3 separate regions of the Sus scrofa genome follow, and regions 1 and 2 are each linked to region 3. A link is a contact called in public Hi-C and promoter capture Hi-C data. All regions are on one chromosome and are shown on one strand. The core of a region is the stretch at or near the end of the contact, and the rest is flanking DNA. Distances in the headings are between cores, read along the strand shown.

Region 1 (3,782 bases), core at 1,181-3,680, 210 kb before region 3:
CTGTACCCTGAAACATTTGTGCACTGCAGTCAAGGCCTGAGGTGCCTTCAACACATCCCTTGCCTAAGCTGCAATGGACTAGGTAGAGGCCAGGAGGCTGGGCTTTTTCCCTTGACCTCCTGGGAGTGATAGCAAAGAGGGTTACCCAACACTGACCACCTCATCAGAGATAATTTTAAACATCTGTCGATTCTAAACATGATCAAATTCTGTTAGTGTGGTTCATAACATTGAGATTTTCTAGGGAGGAGTTCCCATTGTGGCACAGCAGAAATGAATCTGACTAGTAACCATGAGGTTGCAGCTTCAATCCCTGGCCTCGCTCAGTAGGTTAAGAATACGGTGTTGCCATGAGTTGTGGTGTAGGTCACAGATGAGGCTCAGATCTGGCATGGCTGTGGCTGTGGCCAGCAGCTATAGCTCCAAGTTGATCCCTAGCCTGGGAACCTCCATATGCTGTGAGTACAGCCCCTTAAAAAAAAAAAAAAAAGAGAGAGAGAAAGAGAGATTTTCTAGGGAATTCCCTTGTGGTGCAGCAGATTAAGGATCTGTCATTTTCACTGTAGCAGCTCAGTCACTACTGTGGCAATGGGATTGATCCCTGGCCTGAGAAATTCTACATGCTGTGGGCATGGCTGGAAAAAAAAAAAAAAAAAAAGTGAGATTTTCTAAGGCTGAACGAATTTTTCATTTCTGTGATTAAACTCAATTTATTAATAAGGAGTTATTCTTTTTATATATTGCTGGTTTCAGGATCCTAATATTTTACAGAGGATTTCTATATTTATACTCTTGAGTCATATTGGCCAACAGTTCTCTTTTCCTGTATTATCCTTTCTAAGGATATTATCCTTCTTAAGGATAATACAGGAAAGGATATTATCTCATTAAATTTCAAGATTACACTAGCCAATTTTCAATACTCTGGAAGAATTTCTATAAAACTGGATTACTTATTCCCTCAGTGACTGATAGAACCCACCAATGAAACCAGGTAGTCCTGGAGTTCTAAGGGAAAATCTTTGACTACTACTTCAATGTCTTTAATAATTGTAGGTTTTGATCAATCAATTTGGTTAAGTTATATTCTTCTCGATAATTCCAAACATTTAGATTATAAAAATAACTGATACCTGGAATGCTGACCCTGAGGTGAACTCTGCAAGAAATTGAGTGCTTCGTGAATCATCAAGGAAATAACAGCTCACATGTATACTGTACATGTTATAATCTACAAAAGTACTGCGCATATATTACCTCATCTGAAGATGGAGGTCTGGGTGGCGTTGGTGACTTCTGGTGTCTCATAACTTGCAAAGGGATAACTAACTTCCGGTTGAGCAGAATCAGCTGACGCAAATCAACTCCCCATTACTGACCACACTAGGAAATTTTGGGGAAGCCTATGCAATTGCTGATTTCCTCACTTCACCCGGGGAGTCACTTGTATTAACAAGAGGAAGCAGCCACCTGGTGCTTTAGAAGTGTTCTTAACGCCTAGAAACCTTTCCCCAAGGAAAGTCTGGGGCTGGCACCTTCACTAACACGGATTCCAAGGGCAACGTGGTCTGGGACGCCCGGGTCAGCGCCGGGAAAAAGCACACTTACCAGGGCCTCAAAGTCCTTGCAGTCGTGGCGGGCGTAGGACGCAGGGAAAGGCCGCAGAACCGAGTCGCGCTTGTAGCTCTGCAGGGCCGAGGCGAAGAAGCTGCAGCGGAGGTCAGCGGCCAGCACGTCGCGGCCCGCCGCCTCCCTGACCGCCGCCCAGCCTGCGGGTTGCATCTCGGGTCGCCGCGCGTTGCCGGGAGAGACACGCCGGGTGGGGGCTAGGGCCGAGCCTGCGGTCAGCGCGGAGCTGGGCCCGTGGACAATGGGCTGGACCCGGCCCGGGGTTCACGGACTTGGGGTGAGCCAGGCAGAGGGATGAAGTGACGCGGGTGAGAACGTCCTGACCAGAGTCTCCTGCGGCGGACCGGCCAGTTGAGAAGAAGAACCGGCAGGGACCGCGGGTCGGCGCGGGGGTTGGGCCTGGGGATAATGGGGCCGGGCAGCCGGGAAATCCCAGGCCTGGGGGAGGGGCTATGACATGGGATGAGACGATAACGTACTGACACCTGCCTTCTGAAGGGACGTGGCGCGGGGAGCAGCCCCTGCGGGGACCGCGAGCCCCCTCCCCGTGCGGGGCCAGGCTGAGAGGCCGGCGCCGCGCTGACCCTCCTGCCCCGCCTACGACGGTCGCCGCCTAAGTCCCGGCGCTCTCCAGGCTGACCTCGGCGCTGCCTGCGTTCTGCCAGCGGTGCGCGGCGGCTCGCAGCGTGTCGCCTGCCCGTGGGACTCCCTCGCCCCAACACGTGCCCAGGCCTACCTGCCTGGCCCTCCCCTCTGCCTGGCGCCACCGGCGCCCTCGAGCTCCGCCCAGCCCAGGGAGGGCCCGCCCCCTCCCGAGCCCGCCTCCGCCACCTCCTCCGCGCAGTTTGTCTGCTGTCCCTCCGCAGGAGAGCCCTAGGCGCGAGGTGTGCGCCCCCTCGGAGGTGCCCTCGCCTGCTTGGGAACACCCTCAGGGAAGGTTGGAGTAAAAGCTAAGCCAGGCATTCTTTCCCTTGCCCTTGTCTCAGCTCAAGGCTGAGCCTGCTGGTCTTCTCTGGGGAATTGCTACCACCTACTGCCTAGGACTTGAATCGATTCTCTGAAAAACCGCTGTACAAGAGAAACTGAGCAGGGCCGTGTGGGCTCCTCCACACAAACTTTTCTGTGTCCCCCATTTTTTGGTTTCCATAAATAAGCTTCAGCTTCCATGACTTTCCCTGAGTTCTAAAGGGCAGGTTCAAACAGTAGCTAATCAGGGAAGTGAGGGGATGCAGAGACAGGTAAGAACAGTCAACTAGTGCAGCCTTGGGGCAGTGTCCAGGTTTCTCTTGAAGGAATATCCATTACAATATCTTTGAGTTCTTTTGCAGAACTAAAACCCCCAATAAGGGTGTTCCCACAGTAGCCCAATGGTCACAAACCCGACCAGTATCCAAGAGGACACAGGTTTGATTCCCGGCCTCACTCAGTGAGTGGGTTAAGGATCTGGTGTTGCTGTGAGCTGCGATGTAGGCCACAGACATGGTTTGCTGCAGCTGTGATTTAAGCCTGGGAACGTCCACATGCCGCTAGTGTGGCCCTAAAAGACCAAAGAAAAAACAAAAACACCCAACAAATGAAAATTAGAGAGGAGGATCACCAGTCCTGGGGCCACTAGATTTGAAGAATACAAGCTTGCATCTACCCTGAGCCTTACCTGTGGCCCTACCTTCTACTCCCAAACTATAAGCCCACTTCCTGTTCTCCCCCAAAGGAGGGCACAGCCTTTAGGGCATTAGCCTGCTGTGGCCTCCTTTGCCCAGCAAAGCAATAAAGCTATTTCTTTCTTTTTTTTTTTTTTTTGTCTTTTTGCCATTTCTTGGGCCGCTCCCGCAGCATATGGAGGTTCCCAGGCTAGGGGTCGAATCTGAGCTGTAGCTGCCAGAGCCACGGCAACGCGGGATCTGAGCCACGTCTGCGACCTACACCACAGCTCATGGCAATAGCCGGATCCTTAACCCACTGAGCAAGGGCAGGGGTCAAACCCGCAACTTCATGGCTCCTAGTCGGATTCGTTAACCACTGCGCCACGACGGGAACTCCCAATAAAGCTATTTCTTTCTCCTTTCTCATGTTTCTATTCAGCTCCAGTGGACTGAGGCCTGAGTTTTGGCAACAGAGGGAGCTATCTAACACTCAAGGCAAGTGATTCTCAA
Region 2 (3,512 bases), core at 787-3,286, 180 kb before region 3:
GTAGCCAACACACATCATGTGCATTTTATGTTGCAGAAGGAAAGTATGAGAGGTTGCAGAGCAAGGGCAAAGGCAGGACAGATGGTCCTAGCGGAGAGGATAGGGAGGATATTTGGAAGGATCTGGAAAGAAGGGATAGTTAGCCTCATTCTGAAGGAACAGCTTGCAGAAAGGCCTGGAGCCACCACTGCATGGCGTGTTCTGGAGAAGCCAGGAGCTCAGCTTGGAGGATGACAGGGGCAGAAATTAGCCTCTGCTCTGGTTAATAATTTTTTTGACTGTGTTCATAGCATATGGAAGTTCCCACAACAAGAGTTGAACCTGCGCCACAGCAGTGACCCAAGCCACTGCAGGGACAATGCTGGATCCTTAACCTGCTGAGCCACCAGGGAATTCCCAGCTAATAATAATAATAATAATAATAATAGCACAGGAGTTCCTGTCATGGTGCAGTAGTTAACAATTCCGACTAGGAACCATGATGTTGCGGGTTTGATCCCTGGCCTCGCTCAGTGGGTTAAGGATCTGGCGTTGCCGTGAGCTGTGGTGTAGGTTGCAGACGCAGCTCGGATCAGGCGTTACTGTGGCTATGGCGTAGGCCAGCAGCTACAGCTCTGATTAGACCCCTAACCTGGGAACCTCCATGTGCTGCGGGAAATAGCCCTAGAAAAGGCAAAAAGACAAAAAAATAATAAAAAATAATAATAATAGCACAGTCCTGAATGCTTTACATAACCGGTTTTACTGCTCACAACCTATCAAGTGCGTGCTCTGCTTGTTCATAGATTATAGAGGAGAAAACCATGGCACCAAAGGTTAAAGGTTGTCCACTGGGTCACACAGCCAGAGAGTGACTGAGCGGGGATTGTAAATCTGATCCTTAACCACTGGGTTACACTGCCTCTTGTGAGAGGGACTTGAATGCCAGGCTAAAGGCATTGGATGGCTCTGGGGGCAGTGGGGAGCTATGGCAGTTTCCTGACCCAACCTGCATTTTAGGACATGGCCAAACTCTCCACATCTCCTCTTCAGGGTCTGACAGTCCTTGGTCTCTCCTCAATATTCAAAAAGAAAATCTCCAGAGTTTCCTGGTGGCTCAGTAGTTAAGGACCTGGAATCGTCACTGCTGTGGCTTGGGTTGCTGCTGTGGAATAGGTTCAGTCTTTGGCATGGGAATTTCCACATGCCATAGGTGTGGCCAAAACGCCCTCCATTTCAGCCAAGTCAACCAACTCCTCCCTCCAAGGTCCCCTACTCTTCTTGGTCCTCAATCTACAGGTAACAATCAACAGCCTGCATGGGCTTGAAACAAGAAGACCCAAGTTCCCAGTTCTATCACATCACTTCTCTAGGCCTCAGTTTCTTCATCTGGCAAATGGGAAGATGACAGTAAGTCCAGCCCTGCTCACTACAAGGCTGTGAGAAGACTCAGGAGGTGATGTGAGGGTGTTCTATTCAACACCACGAGAAGTAATAACAGAGGAATCATTATCACTGTGGTACCGAGGACTCCACAGTGACTCTTTCCCTTCCCTGAGGAAGTACCAAGCCATCTGGGCCTCTTACTAGTTCCTGTTCCACCTAGTAAGCCACATGAGCCTTTCCTCAGACACATCAATCACGAAAAAGCATATGCTCTGGAAGTCTAGTAATAATTCATTCACACATTTATTAAGTATCTACTAAATGCCAGGCCCCATGCAGCAAATGATAGCCCCCTGGCTGCTCCCTGGTTTTCCCATGCGCTTGGCTTACCCTGTGCCTTCAGCCTGAGATGTCTTTTCCCCCCTTCTCTACTCTTCTTCCCAGTCTTCCTTAACCCTGGCCCCCAGTGGATCACATTTTCTTGTTTCTACAACTTGCTGGTACCCTTCCAAGCAAACACTTGGATAAATTGCAGTTATTTTCATTCAAGCTTATACTGTCAGCTCACTGAGAGTCTGGGTCTGTGTCTCCCGGATGGGGCTGAGCCAGTCTTAGGGGTGGGTGGCCATCAGGCCCTCCTCCCTGTAGCTGTAATTCTCACTATCTCCACAGGATGGCAGCAAAACCCTCCAGTCACAGCCCTCCCAGGAGCAGAGATCGCAGGCTAGATGCCCTCTGGGCTCTGGAGCTCAGTCCAGTACTGACTGTGGCCTGGCCGGGTTGAGGGCAAAGGGCTCCAGGCGGGGTGTGGCTGGCCTGGGTTCAAGCCCTGGCTTTGCCTTCAACTTCCCTGTGAACTTGAGCAACTCCTGCTTCTCATGGTTCTTGGTTTCCTTATCTGACTCATGAGGGGTTGGGTGGCTCCTTCTGGCTCTGTTACTCTGGGGTCTATGGTCCCTGGTTGGATGTGGTTCTCAGGCTGGCACCAGCTTCCTGTGGCCCCTGATCCATCACTGCCCTAGGAGAGGGAGTTTTCACCATTGCCAGGTGTTCACAGGGGCCTGGTCCCTGGTCCCTGTAACTTCAGGACTGGCCCTCCAGACTGATCATCACTAATCATAGGGATGAGACCCAGAAGCAGGGCTTGGCTGGGAGTCAGGAGCCCTCCCTGTCTTCCTGCAGCCCCTCCCATCACACCCCAGGGCCTCTCCAGTGGGCCTTCCTATTGTTCGCCACCCATCCCCACAAAGGAGTCCTGTGGTCAAACATGCCCAAAGCTTCTTACTCTGCTCCCATCCGAGTGGAATCTAACTCCCCTCCCTGGAATGTGCCTGCCTTAGTGATTTGCTTCTCATGAATAGAATGTGGTAGTGACACTGTGGAACATCCAGGGCTAGATTCTAAACTATGACACAGGCCCTGCCTGGCTCTGTCCTTGGAGCCCAGCCCCCAGGCACATGGAGAAGCCACATGTAGGTGCTGGGGCCGACGGCCAGCATCAGCCACCAGATGTGAGACCAGTGAGTCTTCAGATGATTCCAGCCCCCTGGCTCCAAGCTGCTCTAGCTGATGCCCAGTGGAACAGAGACAGTCATTCCCACTGCGCATTGCCCAAACTGCAGATGTGTGAGCGAAAGAAATGTTAGGTGAAGTCACTAAGTTGTGGGGCAGATAATTGGAGCATCAGATAATTGGAGCAGATTGCAAGCCCTGGCTGCTACTGATTTCTGCCCAAAGTGTGTATGTGTGGGTGGGTGGCAGGGGGTGTATGTGGTGGAGGCCTTCAGCCTGAGGCCTCTGGATGATTTGAGATCCCAGGGCCCAGATTGTAGCCAGGCCACTCAGCTTTGATACCAGTTTCTGCCAAACTTCCTCAATGGAACTCTGTTTCTCCTTTTACCTTCGCCCAGTTCAGGGTCTTGTTAGAACAGGCTCTGCCTATATTTGCATGTGATTTGTGTGCAACTTGCATATATCTGCATGAGTCCGATCAGGTGGTTTTTAAAGGTTTCTGGACCCCTCCCTTGGGGGCGTGGATACTAGCTTCTTGGACTCTTGAAGGGGACAGGGGCACCAGAGGTTACCTGGTCTGCTCTTCCACCCCCAGTCTGCTCCATCAGATGATAAACCCACCACTTCCCCAAGTG
Region 3 (3,901 bases), core at 1,250-3,749:
GCCCAGGAAATTCCACCTGCTATAGGTGAAACAAACAAACAAACAAACAAACAAAAGGAATAGACAAAAACTACGCTGTGGTGATAGAAGTCAGGATAATAATTATCAGGGTGTAGGGAATGGGCAGTAAAAACATATTGACAAACTGTAGGATGCTAGAAATGTTCCAAACCTTGATTTGGATAATTAATTATACCTGTATAAATGTATGCAAAGATTCAACTTATGTTGAACACTTAAAATTTGCCTGTTTCCTATACATAAATTATACCTCAGTTTTTTTTTCAAGTGCCCCCTATTGCATTTGATTGTAGTAAAAGCAATGTAATAAAAACACTTTTATCATTTCCAAAAAATTCTATTTTTAAAATTCAAGGTTATCAAAGTTATTGTTTTCATTCTCATACCAGGCAGATTGCATCATCTCCAAATAGTCTGCCTAACTACCAATTTCTCCTCACTGACAGTTTGTTTTGCCCAGCACATATTTGATTTTGCTAACCTCTTGTAACAAACTTCCTTGACTCTCACATGTCTGTGGGATATAGTACAAACACTTCATTGACGCAAACAAAGACTCTCCTAATTCACTCCCTGTCTTTCCAGACCCAGGGCAACCTCTCTCCTCCATGCCATTAATGCCTGGGATAAAGAACTTTCCATATCTCTTCATCTTTGGACTCCTGCCTTGTGCTTCCACTGCCCTAATGCTGCTCCTTTCTCTATCAAATTCCTCCTTGCATTTCACTGCCTCTCAAGGATTGCTTTCAAATGTCTGCCCATTTTTTCTACAACTCTCAGTTCCCACCTTCCCACCTCTTTGTAAGCTCAGCACATTCCCCACGTTAAAACACTCTAGGAGAAGTTCCTGTTGTGGCTCAGTGGTAACCTGACTAATATCCATTAGAATGTAGGTTTGATCCCTGGCCTTGCTCAGTGGGTTAAGGATCCGGCATTGCCATGAGCTGTGGTGTAGGTTGCAGACATGGCTGGGATCCCATGTTGCTGTGGCTGTGGCTATGGTGTAGGCCAGCAGCTGCAACTCCAATTAGATTGCTAGACAGGGAACTTCCATAGGCTGCAGATGCGGTCCTAGAAAGAAAAGCAGAAACAAACAAAAAAAAAACCACTCTATATCTTATACAACCTGACCTCTGAGCTAAATGTTTTCTGAGAGCTGGCATCATTTCATCCCTGGTTCCCTGTGCTCAGCATTTCACTAAATAAATAGGGGCTAACAGAACTGAAACTTTAATTTTTGTCCCAGATTTCTGATTTTCAAAGAAATGTTGCTTCCTCTTAGATTCTTCACTGCAGCAGACTTGGCATGGATGTGGATATGGATGAGATAGTTTAAATTAGACAAAAATTAGTGTTTCTTATTTTAAGAGACAAGTCTCCTGTCCCATAGGACAGCCACTAATTTGTGACTATTTAATTAGATGTAAATGAAATTAAAAATTCAGTTTCTCAACCTGTGTAGCCACATTTCAAGCACTCAAAAGCCTCATGTGGCTAGTGGCTACTGTAATGGACAGCACAGAAAAGGATATTTCCATCATTGCATAAAGTTCTATGGAAAAGCCCTATGGAAATTTCTGGCCCTTAGGCTTACTCTCCCCTCAGAGAACACTCGTCCACCCTCTCCCACACCAATTCCCCTATAACCATCGTCATCCTTATTATGTCTGCAATTACTAGTATCTTTTAAGAGACCTCAGGTACTGTGTCTTACTCCTGAAGCTCGGGATTTTAGCTTCAGGCACAGAGTAGGTAAATGCTGAATTAGTGAGTTACCAGAGTTTATTTATTTATTTATTTTTTGTCTTTTGTTGTTGTTGTTGTTGCTATTTCTTGGGCCGCTCCCGCGGCATATGGAGGTTCCCAGGCTAGGGGTTGAATCGGAGCTGTAGCCACCGACCTACGCCAGAGCCACAGCAACGTGGGATCCGAGCCGTGTCTGCAACCTACACCACAGCTCACGGCAATGCTGGATCGTTAACCCACGGAGCAAGGACAGGGACTGAACCCGCAACTTCGTGGTTCTTAGTTGGATTCGTTAACCGCTGCGCCATGACGGGAACTCCCAGAGTTTATTTTTTTATGCTTTTTTTTTTTTTTTTTTGCTTTTTAGGGCCGCACTTGCGGCATGTGGAAGTTCCCAGACTAGGGGTCCATTCCGAGCTACAGCCGCCGGCCTACACCACAGCCACAGCAACATGGGATCCGAGTCATGCCTGCAACCTACAGCACAATTCATGGAAACTCTGGACTCTCAACCCACGGAGCAAGGCCGGGGATCGAATCCCCACTCTCAGGCACACTAGTCGGATTCACTTCGCTGTGCCACAGTGGGAATCCCCTCTTATGCTTATTTTTAAGCCTCCTCCAGAAGAGACGGAACCGCGACGCACTAGCCAATTCCAACTCCGGAGGCCGCCTCAGCAAACTGGAGCTTCCCGGGTTCTTGGGCCCGCCCCCTCCCGCCCCGCCCCCACCAGACTCGAGCCGAGGCCCGGAGCCCGCGCAGCTGCCCCCGCTCCCCCCGCCCCGCGCTCGCCACTGCGCAGGCGCGGCCCGAGAGCGTGGGTCATCTGGAGGCAGCAGGCACTCCGGAGCCCTGGGGTTTGCGGCCTGCGTTCGGCAGGCTCCAGCCGCGCACTACTTGAGGGAAATAGGCTCAGCAAGCTGAGTCTCCCCGCACCCTGGGCAGTGTGGTCATGGAGAATCAGGTGCTCACGCCTCACGTCTACTGGGCTCAGCGGCACCGAGAGCTGTATCTGCGCGTGGAGCTGAGTGACGTGCAGGTAAAGGCCGGGCGGCTTGACGTTCGCGGGGTCGTAGCTCCCGGGACCAGCTGGGATACTGGTCCCCATTGTCCGGGTGCGTGCCAGAGAGCCAGCAGTGCGCCTATGCGATCCACGACGCGATGCGCTCTTGGCGTCCAGGCCCGAGCAAAGACTGGCCCTCATCTAGGCAGACTGTGGGTGCGACTCCCTGAAGGCTGCGGGTGCCTCGGGTGATGCGTGAGGCCCGTGTGGGCCGCGGAGGCTGCCCCGGGCCGCCTCCTTGTTCGCAGTCTGCGGCCTGATGGAACCTGAGCATGGCCCTTGGAGGCCTGGCCGTCGGGGTTCGCGAAGAGCTCGTCGGGTTGGGGGTGCCGTGTGACACTGGCTTCCTGGGCCTTGGCTGGACGTCTCTGCTGGCCTGAGAGGTCCAGTTAAGTCCCCTCAGCTGCATCAGAGGGGCCACACCCACCTCCCAGCCATTCAGTGGTGGGTGTCATTCTTGTTAATTTTGAAGTCCAGAAGACTTCAGAGAAGATACCTCACGCCCACCGCCCCCTTCTCAGGGCTGTGAGCTCAGGTTTGCTGAGTTGCATAGAGAACTTCAAAATTATCTTGTTGGGGCATTTATGTTTGATCTCATTGGCCCGCATATGAACAGACTGAGGCCTACTACACGGTGGAGATTTCAGGACCTGAGTACCCCCATGTCTCTGTCCACACTATGCAGGATTCTCGTCTTAGGGGAACTGGAATTTTCCATCGGGAATGTTCTTTCTGCAGTCATCCTTACTTCCTACTCTCTTTGACATCTATGGCACTCTGTAGCCTCCTTCACTTAACTCTCTCTGCCTCTGAGGTAGAGGTTTATGTTTGGATCTGTCAGCCCATGTGGCGTATTGTCTTGCCAGCTGTAGGTGCTCTTTGTGGTCTTGAATATGTTGAATTTAAATTTTTGCTTCTGGATTATAAACCTGTTTTCTCATTGAAAGATAAAGACAGGAGTTCCCCTCCAGGCTCGGTGGTTAACGAACCCGACTAGGATCCATGAAGATGCAGGTTCAATCCCTGGCCTCACTCAGTGGGTTAAGGATCTGGCGTTGCCATGAGCTGTG

Evidence for each region. Promoter capture Hi-C pulls out the DNA fragments that hold promoters and counts their contacts. A called contact is a pair of places that touch in the nucleus more often than the background predicts.
Region 1: a contact with region 3 is called in a promoter capture Hi-C map of liver, with 2.9 times the contacts expected there. The contact joins the promoter of PARP16 here to the promoter of HACD3 in region 3. A contact is called at or near these places in 1 of 5 promoter capture datasets (liver), 4 of 47 Hi-C or Micro-C datasets (liver, mesenteric adipose tissue, retroperitoneal adipose tissue and 1 more) and 2 of 2 datasets of contacts at active chromatin or transcription factors (alveolar macrophages and skeletal muscle).
Region 2: a Hi-C map of liver shows a contact between it and region 3, with 2.5 times the contacts expected there. The contact joins the enhancer-like site here to the promoter of HACD3 in region 3. A contact is called at or near these places in 2 of 5 promoter capture datasets (fetal skeletal muscle and liver), 15 of 47 Hi-C or Micro-C datasets (embryonic fibroblasts, epiblast stem cells, fetal heart ventricle and 8 more) and 2 of 2 datasets of contacts at active chromatin or transcription factors (alveolar macrophages and skeletal muscle).

Annotation. Positions count from the first base shown.
Region 1 is chr1:163,317,617-163,321,398 of Sscrofa11.1, forward strand. PARP16 (mono [ADP-ribose] polymerase PARP16) reads right to left here and starts at 2,431. Exons shown (of 4, transcript XM_021100127.1): 1 at 1,609-2,431. The coding sequence starts at 1,782.
Region 2 is chr1:163,342,410-163,345,921 of Sscrofa11.1, forward strand. No RefSeq gene overlaps it. Among named protein-coding and RNA genes, the nearest start is that of PARP16, 24 kb to the left of the region's middle. Within about 2 kb of position 2,037, at least 16 of the 83 cell types and tissues checked have an H3K27ac peak or open chromatin away from gene starts, as enhancers often do. A contact at or near this core is called in alveolar macrophages, embryonic fibroblasts, liver and 1 more, where this site is marked.
Region 3 is chr1:163,523,373-163,527,273 of Sscrofa11.1, forward strand. HACD3 (very-long-chain (3R)-3-hydroxyacyl-CoA dehydratase 3) reads left to right here and starts at 2,500. Exons shown (of 11, transcript XM_003121729.4): 1 at 2,500-2,807. The coding sequence starts at 2,721.